Linked DNA regions of Sus scrofa: regions 1 and 3 are each linked to region 2. Evidence: chromatin contacts called from public HiChIP or PLAC-seq data. All regions are on one chromosome and are shown on one strand. Each heading gives the region's core, a stretch centred on a gene start, on an enhancer-like site or on the middle of the called end of the contact. The rest is flanking DNA. Distances are from core to core; before and after follow the strand shown. Region 1 has its middle 45 kb from the start of AMOTL2. Region 2 holds the start of AMOTL2 (angiomotin-like protein 2). Region 3 overlaps LOC106505688 (a long non-coding RNA gene).

Region 1 (3,545 bases), core at 943-3,442, 45 kb before region 2:
GGGTAAAGATAGCCCTCAGGGGTGGCCCCGCCAACACCTGGGTGGATTCTGATCTCAGCTCAGAGGCTAGAGGAATAGTGTTGAGTGACTGGTCTGGGTCTGGGGTGACTGGCCAGGCAGACCAGGACCTCTGGACAGAGCCCCAGGGTAAGGAATGTGGGAGCACCTCCAATGCTGGTCTTTGGCCTGAGAACAGACCTCCCAGGACGTGGGGCTCAGAATTGTCTTCTCTGGCAGTCACAGATGGACAGGGACCTGATAGTGCAGTCCTCCCCCGCAGCCTTCCTCTGGCCCAGCCATCTCCCTCTGGGCCTGCTGTCATGGCCTGGCTGGCCTCCCATCCTCTGGGATATTGCCAGAGTGACCCCATCATACCATTTCTCAGCCTTAAGCTTTGGATGGTAAAATCTGGAATCCATCTCCCTAGCCTGCAATTCCAGGCCCTTCATATACTGGCCCTGGTCCTCCTTTTCAGCCTCTTTTAACCACTCCCAACTTTTTATGCCTTCATTCCAGATTCACAGGACCACTGGCCATTCTGAGAACCCAGTAGACATTATGCTCCAGCTAGTCTCTTTGCCTGAAATACCCTCTCTGTTTCTTTCCATCTTTTAAGGCCTACCTAATATATCAGCTCCTCAGATGTGATTTACAGGGAGAGCGGTAGAGAGGCAATAAAAAAGCATGGATTCAGTTTGCCATGTCCAAGTTTCCTTAAGAGACTGCAGTAAATATTCAAAGGGCTCTTAGGGCCCTCCCCCACCCACAACCTCATGAAATTGCCATGTCTTTGAAGATGCTCAGTGCAGAGCCTGGGCCACGTGAGAGCTGGGTTATAGGGGTTACACATACATTCCTAGAAGACAGCCTAATAGGCAGGTCCTAGCCATTCTTCCTGCGGCCCTCTTCACCTCCTGCTGGCTATCCTCATTTCCTCCATGACCACAATCACCGATCAACAATAAAACCACTCATTTGTGTCAGACATTCTTTCAACTTTCTCACCAAGATTGCCTGATATGTTGAAATGCAAGAGAATGTAAGTCAGCTGGAAAAACCTTACGGAGCCTGTACTATGGGTGATGAATGGTGGTAGGAGATAGGTCAGTGGCTTACAAGGAAGCATCCTAAGCAACAGAGTCCCTGCCCCCATGAGAACAGATTGCCTCATGTGTAGACAAGGTGAATAGCAATCAGTCGATGGCTGTACGTGGTGGGTGACACAGGGACAAAGTAACTGGGCACCTTAGAAGAAGGTGCTTATTGCAGCCAAGGCAGCCAGGGAGCACTTCCCACAGGAGGTGGGGATTGAGATGGGTTTGGACGCAGGACAGAAACTGAAGAGATTGGAGAGTAAGGAGGGCCTCTAGGGAGAAGGTGGCTCCATGAATCACTCGGGAGGAGCCCTACCTCATTTGTTTGATGAGCCTGGGATGCTATCTCTTTAAAGCACTTGTTGTAAACCATGGCTAATATTTTAATTACCTGGAAGCTTAAAGAAATACTAATCCCTGAGTCTCACTTCCAAAGAGCTTGATGGAATCGGCCTGGGGTGCAGCCTGCACGGTAGGAATTTAGAAAGCTCTCCAGGTGATGTGTGGTGCACAGCAAGGGCTGAGAGCCTCGGCTTTACAGGAAGTTCAGGCAGCACAAGGCTGTCAGCCCGTCAGCCCTGGGGCGCACACACCTGTGGGGCTGTGGCGTTTCGAAGGCATGCCTCTCATTCCATCCTCCTGGACAGTGGCCACCCCCGGGGAGAGGCCCGGGCCTCTCTTAAATCCCACTCACACACCTGGCCTCAGGTTCCCAGGAGGATTTCTCTGCCAGTCTCCCATTAAGAGTCACACTGAAGCCAAGCAGGCCACAAGCTGCTTGGCTTTCCCTTTGCCATCTGGTGCTTTCTTTCCTGAAGCTCTGAAGCTGAGGCTGTCCATTGGGCCTGGGCTCCCAGGACAGTGACACTGGCAGGGGGCCTCAGTCCAAGCTCCTGGGGACATGTCAACACATGGACTGGGCAGCGGTTGTGCAGGCCGCAGAGGTGGTGCCAGAGGGGACTTCTCTCCCTGCATTTCCCGGCACTGAACAGGGCCTGAATAAAGTCCAGTCTGTCTTTTGAGGCTCTCTCCACTGACTAGTCTCAGGAATGCTGTTCCTCATTTCAGAGAATTCTGTAGGTGTGGCTGTTGGCCACCAGCCAGGGTACCGGGTGAAGACTGGGCACTGGTCACAGGTTTGACCTCTTTTCAGCAGTGCTGTCTGTTGTCCCAGCAACTGCGGGAAAGAGCATAGAGGGGTGACATTGTGATCTTCTGACATGAAAGATTGCTACACTGTGGGGTTTACAGTCAAGGCAAGAGATGAAATGCCCTAGGTTGGAGCCTCTTTTATTCAGTTATTTGTTTTAAAATAACTGTATTGATTTTCTTCCTAAATGATACATGGTCTTTATTAAAATTTAAAAAATGCAAATAGCCACATACTCAGAGGAAATTGAAGTCCCACTGGTTGAGAAGCCAGTCTCCTTAACACGTTGTGGGTATCTCCAAAGGTCAGTGCTGCTGGCACCGGGCATGTGTGCCAGCCTGGGGCACGGAGAACTTGACCACTGAAAGTCCTTTCAGTCCTGGGCCTGCATGAGTGATGCGATGACCCTCTGTCCGAGCAGCTCCTCTAGAGACTTCCCACCAGGCCTGCCTTCTTGGGAAGTATGTCTAGCGCTCCCACACTGGAACCACTCCAAGCAGAGAGGATGCCGAGGTGGTGGCTCATCTTCCTGGGGTCTGGTTGGGGAGAGGCCTCCTGGCAGTCATGGCAGTCATCTGTGTTGCCTCACAGCCCTCCAGCTATGTGAAGAATGTGAACCATTTCCCATGGGGCTGGCAACCCAGAAGCAATTCTGAGCCCAACCTCCCCAAATATCTGCTTTGCAAACAGATAAAACAGAGAAGCATCCTGAAAATGTGATCTTCAGCCATTTGCCTTAGGCGGTGTGCACATCTGCTTGTCTGCCAAGAGAGTTTCTGCTCCTACAGTCGTCTTGGAGTTGTTGGGGAGCCGGCTTGGGAAGTGGCGTGTTCCCCAAGGGGGCAGAGAGCCCAGACCTCTCTGGAAGGGGTCTCTCAGGGGAATGGGGACCAAGTAGTGAATGGGGAGTGGGGACCAGGTTGCTTGGAGGGGTCTGGCTTCTATTCCAGTTCTGGGATCACCTGGCTGCCTTTCGGCCGATGGGCTGCCTTCACCAGCAGTGAGAACCCACCACAAGCAGCCTTTGGCCTTTCCAGTTCCTAGTCCACAACGCCTCCGATTTGGTGGCCTGATTTGATGGCAGTGGGGGGCAGGGCCAAGACCACGGCAGGCTGGGCAGAGTGTGAGAGGAAGCAAAGGACCTGACTCTCTGAGTCACTCTCACCTTCTGAGAGATTCCAGAATGCCTTGCTGCACCACTGCAATCATAATCGAGCTCTAGTGACCTATATAACTTCCAGACGAAGGGCAGGTGGGAGCCTTGACTCATCCCAGGGGAACCTGTCTTGGGCAGGGTGGGG
Region 2 (3,320 bases), core at 166-2,665:
GAATGAAAGAAAAGAGACTACAATAGGACAACGGTTCTGTGAGATGAGGCAGGAAGGTGCCACCCATCAAAGTCACATAGTCTGTGTGCTGAAAATAACTGCATGCGGGCTCCAGGAGAAAGAAAGGGTGGCCCGCGTTCTTTGATTTTACCAATACCATCCCCTGCCATGCGCGCGCGCGCGCGCACACACACACACACACACACACACACTCACTCACTCACACACACACTTGCTCCCTGGAAGTGCCCTGACGGTCCTCTAGGTGCACAGGGGATGGGCACTCAGCATCTTGACATCAGTCACACCCACTTGAGCCAACTGGAGGAGCAAGGGACCAAGGGGGAGGTTCTTGGCTGCAGGAACCTGAGGCCTCTGAGCCTAAACTGCAGGGAGATAATATCTCCTAAGGTTGGTGTTCCCTTCTGAGCCTGAGCTCCCAATGGCTCATGGCCTGGAAGGCTGCCCGCCTCACCTGGCTTCCTTTCCACAGCCTCCTCCAACACAAACCTCCAAACTGAGACTCAGGGAAGATTAAACAAAACCCACACCTCCACAGGTCCTATGAGTAAGGGAGGAGGTCAGTAGGAAGAATGCTGTCCCTTCTCTGCCACTAAACTAGCCCTAATGCTCTGCTTCAGTTGGGGCTTGGTGGAAGCAGCCATTCCCAATGCACTCCTCCCCTCTCAGCTGCCCAGAACCAGGAGCGGGAGATGAATCTAGAGGGCATCTCTGTGCCCATCCTTCCTGGCACCCCTTCCACCCCCCCAACACACACACACACACACACACACACACACACACACACACACACACACACACACACACAATGAGGGGAGATCCAAGACTCTAGAGCTACCAGAGGCAAAACAAACAGGAATCATTTCGCCCTAGCGTTTCATTCACGGGGGCACTTCCTAATTTAATCGCTATCTGGGCTGACTTCAGCTGAGGAGGACCGGGGAACACAGCTTTCCAGACAGACTCCAGCCCCCCTCACCCCCTACTATGTGCCTGGAAGTAGGGAAAACCTCCCCACGCCTCTCATCCCGCAGGGTCCTGGTCAACCCTTTCAGATGAACATTCTTTCCGCTGAGCCGTAATTAAAATCTGCGCCCCAGACCCGGATCGTGCACCCTTGCTGCGCTAGCGCGCCCCGCTCTCTGAAACCCCCTCTTCTAAGGAAGCAGGCAACTCCGGCCTTTGCCTGAACTCACGCTCTCCTAAGCAGCTAAAGCGAGGATCGCTAAGTCAGATCGCACCCCAGCCAGAGATCCCGCCCTACCCGGACTCCTGGGTGACCACAAGAACCCGGTGGCCGCCGCTGTCCCTGCAGCGGGTGGACAAGAGTAGCCCGCGGTCCGGAGAGGTCTTTAAGCGTCGCGGGCCCGCCTCCCTCCCTCCCTTCCGAGCCCTCTTTGTTTTCCAAATGCTCCAGCGCTGACGTCACCGGGCTGGACGGCAGGCTGCATTCTTTCTAAGTGAGAGCCAGACCGTGGCTCCAGAGAGGATTTTCCAAGGAAGACAAAGAGGAATTCTTGGGCTAGTTGGGGGGCAGAGACACCTGTAACCCCCACCTAAACCAAGTCAGCCCCCAGGGCCCTGCGACTTATGCTCCAAACGGCGCCTCCTGCCCGGATCCGCACCCCTCTCCCCAACCCGCGACCCCAAACACCCACTCCGCTCCCCGCAAGGCTGTCCCGTCCTCTAGCCCCAGTCGACCCGCACATTTTCGGGAGACCCCAGGCGCCCGGCCGCTGTCCGGCTTCCCGGCGGCTGGGAAGGGCTTGCTGCGCCTGGAAGACGCTGGGTCCGCCTGGCTCCAGCTCCCGCTCCCGCTCCCGGAAAAGGTCGGGCTGCACCCGAGCTCGAGCTACGGCTGGGGAGCGCCTCTGCTGCCCCGTGCGCTCCGCCAAACACCAAGCGGCCTTCCTTACCGCTGCGGCCCACGGGCGCTCGGTGCGGTCCGACCGGACGACCTGGCCTAGCCCGGTTCCGCTCAGCGCGGCGGCGGAGGTGTGCTCTCGGCGGTGGCGTCGACGCTCTGACCGCTCGGGCCCCAGCGCCCAGCCCCAGGGTCGGCCCGCGCCGGAGGCGGCTGCTATGCCAGGAATGTGAGAGTTTCAGGTTCCCCCTCGGGATCAAAGCGAACCACAAATAACCTCGCAGCGCGCCGCCCTCCTCGGCCCTCCGCCTCCTCCTGCTCCCTCCTCCTCGCTCCCGCCTTCCTCCGGGGAGGCGGCGCTGCTACCCCGCTGCCCTGGGCCTGCAGCACGCGCTGCCCACCTCCCCGCCCCGCGCCCCCGGCTCTTCAGATCGGCTGGGGACGAATGAATCCAACTCGAGCCCTTACTGTCCCCAAATCGGCCCCTCACAATCCTGTCCCTGCCTTTTCCAACCCCTTTGGCTAGACTGCATCGAGTGTCCCTGAGGGACTCTGGGCGTTGCTGCGGGATGGAGTTGAGGTTGGGGGGCTTGGGGTGTGTGTGTGTGTGTTGCACACGGAGCGAGGACTGCAAAAATGTTCATCTCTCCCTGACTTGAACTGTGCTCCCGGCGAAGAGCTGAATCCCGCTCCCAGCACTGAGCCTCCTCTCTAAACCCCCATTGCTTTCGCCGCCAGCGGCAACCTTTGAATTGCACTCTTACTGTTTACAAACACCTTCGCCAGCTCTTTTCGGATCTGTCTCCACAGGAAGTGTGAATCTGGGTTGAAAAATCTTCCGGTTGGTTTGACCCACCTAACCAGCTGAATCACCACGGCCGGGTGATGTGTCCAGCTCTTCCCGAGGAAAGTCATAAGGGGCGCCTCTTTAGGAAGAGTGCACGGTGTGCCACCAGCCGCCTTCCGCCTCGTCATTCCAATCAGCCCTTCCAGTCATCCTCTCAGGGATTTCTTTTATCATCCCTGTGTTATAAATAAGGAAACCAAGGCTCAGAGAGGTTAATTAGCTTGCTCACCTACACAGAGAGTAAGTGATGAAGCTAGGTACCCAATGGGCTGCTCAGACTCTCATTCCCAGAACTTTTTCATGGTCACCAGAATCTAGCCTAGAAGGACAGGATAGACTCTTGGAGCCCTCCTCTCTCCATCTGCTCCCTCTTTCTGTTCTGGTTTCTGTTTCCCCGCTACACTCCTGCCAGCCAGGGCCCTCCCTTTTGTCTACATCTGCAGCTCCTGCTGTTCCTCTTCTGGATGGAATTCCCTCCTCTGTCCCTGGGACCCTTCCTCCCCAGCCTTCACACTATGCTGGTCCATCTGTGCTGGTGCAAACGCCTTCAGAAAGCCTCTGTAACAGACCACAGCCGGTTCCCACCTG
Region 3 (3,611 bases), core at 1,106-3,605, 64 kb before region 2:
TGGCTCTGGTGTAGGCCGGCGGCTACAACTCCGATTAGACCCCTAGCCTGGGAACCTCCATATGCCATGGGTGCAGCCCTAAAAAACAGGAAAGACAAAAAAAAAAAAAAAAAAAAAAAAAAAAAGATTTTAGGATAGAGCCAAAAACAACAGGATCAAGGTGTCAGGGAGAGATGAAAGGCAAGAGAGGGTCGAGCCTGGAGAGGGGAAGACGGATCCACAGCGACGAGCAACTTGGAGCTTCAGGATCTAGTTGTCTGAGCTTGGAATGTTTCTACAGCGATGGCGTTTCAATGGTGAGTGGTTCTCAGCTCATCTCCCACCCTAGCCCACCCTCAAGATACACAGCTGTACTGGACCATGGCAGGAGGGTTGTAATACTGGAGGGGTGTCACTGTTCAAAATATGACCAAGAAGCCTGCATTTGTGTAAGTGCTGGGGGCAGAGGAGTATGTGGTGAGTCATGCTTGGTAGACACAGGAGGGGGCCAAAGGCAGGCCCGAAGTATCCCCAACTGGGTGAATGGGGTGACATAGGTAGGAGAGAGAGAGACCAAGTCATGAGGAAGGAGACTCCACAACCCAGGCACAAACCCTTCCCTGACCTCAGCACCCTTCCTTCCCTCCTCCTACTTTTCTTAACCCTGCCCAGGACATGGCAGGTGTTGAAGAAGTACTATTAAGTCCTAAGCACCGTGAGCTCACAAGGATGGATCCCTGTAAGCTAGAAGTCTGTGAATCAGGGGCAGGATGTGGTCCATGTATTTTGATATACTTTTTTTTTTTTTTTTTTTTTTTTTGCTTTTTAGGGCCGCAGCTGAGGCTTATGGGAGTTCCCAGGCTAGGGGTAGAACTAGAGCTACAGCTGCCGGCCTATACCACAGACACAGCAATGCTGGATCTGAGCCCCATCTGCAACCTACACCACAGCTCAGCAATGCCAGAGCCTCAACCCACTGAGTGAGGACAGGGATTGAACCTGCATCCTCATGGATACTAGTCGGGTTTGTTAACCGCTGAGCCAAGAAGGGAACTCCTTGATATACTTCAATTTAATGAACTGTGGAAGGACTGAGAGTCTCAGAAGGGCCCACTGGGGCTTGGCAGCTCTCTTTGGAACACCAGCCCCTCCTTCTTTCTCCATCAGCACACCCTTCTGTGGGTGGTGAGGGGGACTCTCAGAGGTTGCTAGATTTGAACAGAACCAAATTTTAATTGAATGAAGCCCCAGAGGTGGGGTAGGAGTGATTGAGAGACTGTACCTCAGACATCTTCCTGGCTTCATCTGTGCAGGCAAGAGCTGGGTGTTGATGCATCCCTGGCAGGCCACCTGAGCTAAGGAATCCTCACTCTGCCTGGGCCTGGCTGGTGCACTTCCCCGGATTCTGTCCTGATGGCTGCAGGGAATACAATCGTTAGTCCCCAGGCCATCAGTCTAAACTGGCCTCCCCACATGCCTGTTGTTTAGTTCCGATCTCTCTTTGAAAGTGTCTTGTGATAGTGTCTTCCATTTACCCTGAATAGCATACAGCAGGTGATCACTAAGCATTGTGTGAATAATAATCCCCCACCCTCTTCCCAGAGTTGAGCTTTGGAGTGTGATTAGAAGAATGGGTGACCCTGGCTTCCCTTTGGTCCCCACTGCTCACCTCTGGGGTGGGTGCAATGAGTGTGATCCAGAGCTCTCTGCCTTTCCGTTGTGGCTGTGCTCATGCTCGTGCACACTCCCGGGCTCATGCTCACCCTGTCCAGGACACATTCACTGCTCATCTGTGTCTCTCTAGCACAGAAACGTGAGAGTTTCTGCTCAGGATTTCCCACTCTCTCTGGGACTACCCCTCAGAGGTATTTTCCAGGTGCTTTTATTTTTTTTATTTTTTGGCCACCCTGGAGCATATGGAGTTCTCAGGCCAGGGATCAGATCTGAGCCACAGCTGTGCCCTGCACTGTAGCTGTGGCAATGCCAGTTCCTTAACCCACTGTGATGGGCCAGGGATCAAATTTGTGCCCTAGTGGTCCAGAGACACCGCTGATCCTGTTATTGCACAGCGGGAAATCCTCCAGGTGCTTTTAGATGTTGAGAAGCCCCAATATTCATCATCATGACCATCATAGCTGTTCTTCCTTTGTGCTCAGCACTCTTCACAACATTTCACTCAACATCTCATTGACTCCTGGCAACACTCTAAGACTCAGAGATGGTAATTTGCCTGGGGTCACACAGATGGGCCCAGATAGGAAGCCAGGTCTATCCTACCCATGTCTGTGTAACCAGCACTCGAACTCCCAAACTGGGTTTCATTCAGCAAATGTTACAGCACAAAGGATGTGTGTCTCAGCCACCAGGGGCCGCTGTTTCCCCACACTCTGGACAGGAACCTGGCCGCTGTCCCCCCACTGACTAAGGTTGACCCCTAGGGAACACAGCCTGAGCTGAACTTGTGAGCCCAAGGGAGTCCCGCAAATTCTAGGGGGCCTGCCCCATCTTACCACAGCCCTCAGCACAGCCTTCAGCCTGCCTACCCTCCAAACAAACAAAAGGGAGCACGGAAAGTTGGCCACTGCAGATGTCAAAGTATAAGCCTGTTTCTTGTGCTATGTCAGAATTTTTGCCTGTCTCATTTTGGGGGCCTAGCCAACTGTCAGGTCCCCCCCCCTTTTTTTGTCTTTTTGCCATTTCTTGGGCTGCTCCCGTGGCATATGGAGGTTCCCAGGCTAGGGGTCTAATTGGCCAGAGCCATAGCAACGTGGGATCGAGCCACATCTGCAACCTACACCACAGCTCACGGCAACGCCAGATCCTTAACCCACTGAGTAAGGCCAGCGATCGAACCCGCAACCTCATGGTTCCTAGTCGGATTCATTAACCACTGCACCACGACGGGAAATCTGGGTCCCCTTCTTGAATGAGGAAGGCCACTTTCAGAGGTGTAGGCCCCCCCCCGGGGGGGGTGGATATCGTTAGACCACTGGTCTCCAAACTGGGTATGTGAGATGATCTCTTGGAGGTAGTAAAGAAAAATACTAGAATTTTTATTCTGCATTAACTTATATTTTTAATCTACAAGTAAGAATGCAGCTTCACTAATATTTGATGGCCAAATTGGTGGTGACTCACTGGAATGGATGTCAAATAGCCCTGTGTCAATAAGGCCTATGTGACAGGATTTGTGTGTCCTTGTTGGGATGGGCTTATGGAGTGTATTATGTACTTTACCTAACCTAATCCTTATAGCACAAACAAGTTGCTTTTTTAGGAATTCCCACGGGTGTTCCCATGTGGCACAGTGGGATAATGATCCAGCTTGTCTCTGTGGAGGCTCCGGTTCCATCCCCGGCCCAGCGCAATGGGTTTAGGATCCAGCGCTGCTGCAGCTGTGGTATAAGTTGCAAGTCCAGCTCAGATTCAATCCCTGGCCTAGGGAACTTTCATGTGCTGCAGAAGCAGCTAAAAAAGGAAAAAAGGAAAAGAATTCCCTATGAAGAACCAGGGTCTGAAGGTCACACAGACAGTATCTCACAAGTGACCAGAGAAAGAGAAATGATTGAGTGGTCACCCCACACCTCATACAAGCTCTTAGCTGCTCAGGACATAAAAACAATGAGAGTCTA

The links. HiChIP or PLAC-seq counts read pairs in DNA pulled down with a chosen protein or histone mark.
Region 1: a contact with region 2 is called in an H3K27ac HiChIP or PLAC-seq map of skeletal muscle. The contact joins the enhancer-like site here to the promoter of AMOTL2 in region 2. A contact is called at or near these places in 9 of 47 Hi-C or Micro-C datasets (adipocytes, embryonic fibroblasts, epiblast stem cells and 5 more) and 1 of 2 datasets of contacts at active chromatin or transcription factors (skeletal muscle).
Region 3: a contact with region 2 is called in an H3K27ac HiChIP or PLAC-seq map of skeletal muscle. The contact joins the enhancer-like site here to the promoter of AMOTL2 in region 2. A contact is called at or near these places in 2 of 5 promoter capture datasets (fetal liver and liver), 28 of 47 Hi-C or Micro-C datasets (alveolar macrophages, blood, brain and 14 more) and 1 of 2 datasets of contacts at active chromatin or transcription factors (skeletal muscle).

Annotation. Positions count from the first base shown.
Region 1 is chr13:75,460,224-75,463,768 of Sscrofa11.1, forward strand. No RefSeq gene overlaps it. Among named protein-coding and RNA genes, the nearest start is that of AMOTL2, 45 kb to the right of the region's middle. Within about 2 kb of position 2,193, at least 38 of the 83 cell types and tissues checked have an H3K27ac peak or open chromatin away from gene starts, as enhancers often do. A contact at or near this core is called in embryonic fibroblasts, fetal liver, liver and 3 more, where this site is marked.
Region 2 is chr13:75,505,945-75,509,264 of Sscrofa11.1, forward strand. AMOTL2 (angiomotin-like protein 2) reads right to left here and starts at 1,416. Exons shown (of 12, transcript XM_021069473.1): 1 at 1,286-1,416.
Region 3 is chr13:75,441,071-75,444,681 of Sscrofa11.1, forward strand. LOC106505688 (a long non-coding RNA gene) reads right to left here. Exons shown (of 3, transcript XR_001300331.2): 2 at 1,262-1,396. Among named protein-coding and RNA genes, the nearest start is that of RYK, 53 kb to the left of the region's middle. Within about 2 kb of position 2,356, at least 10 of the 83 cell types and tissues checked have an H3K27ac peak or open chromatin away from gene starts, as enhancers often do. A contact at or near this core is called in skeletal muscle, where this site is marked.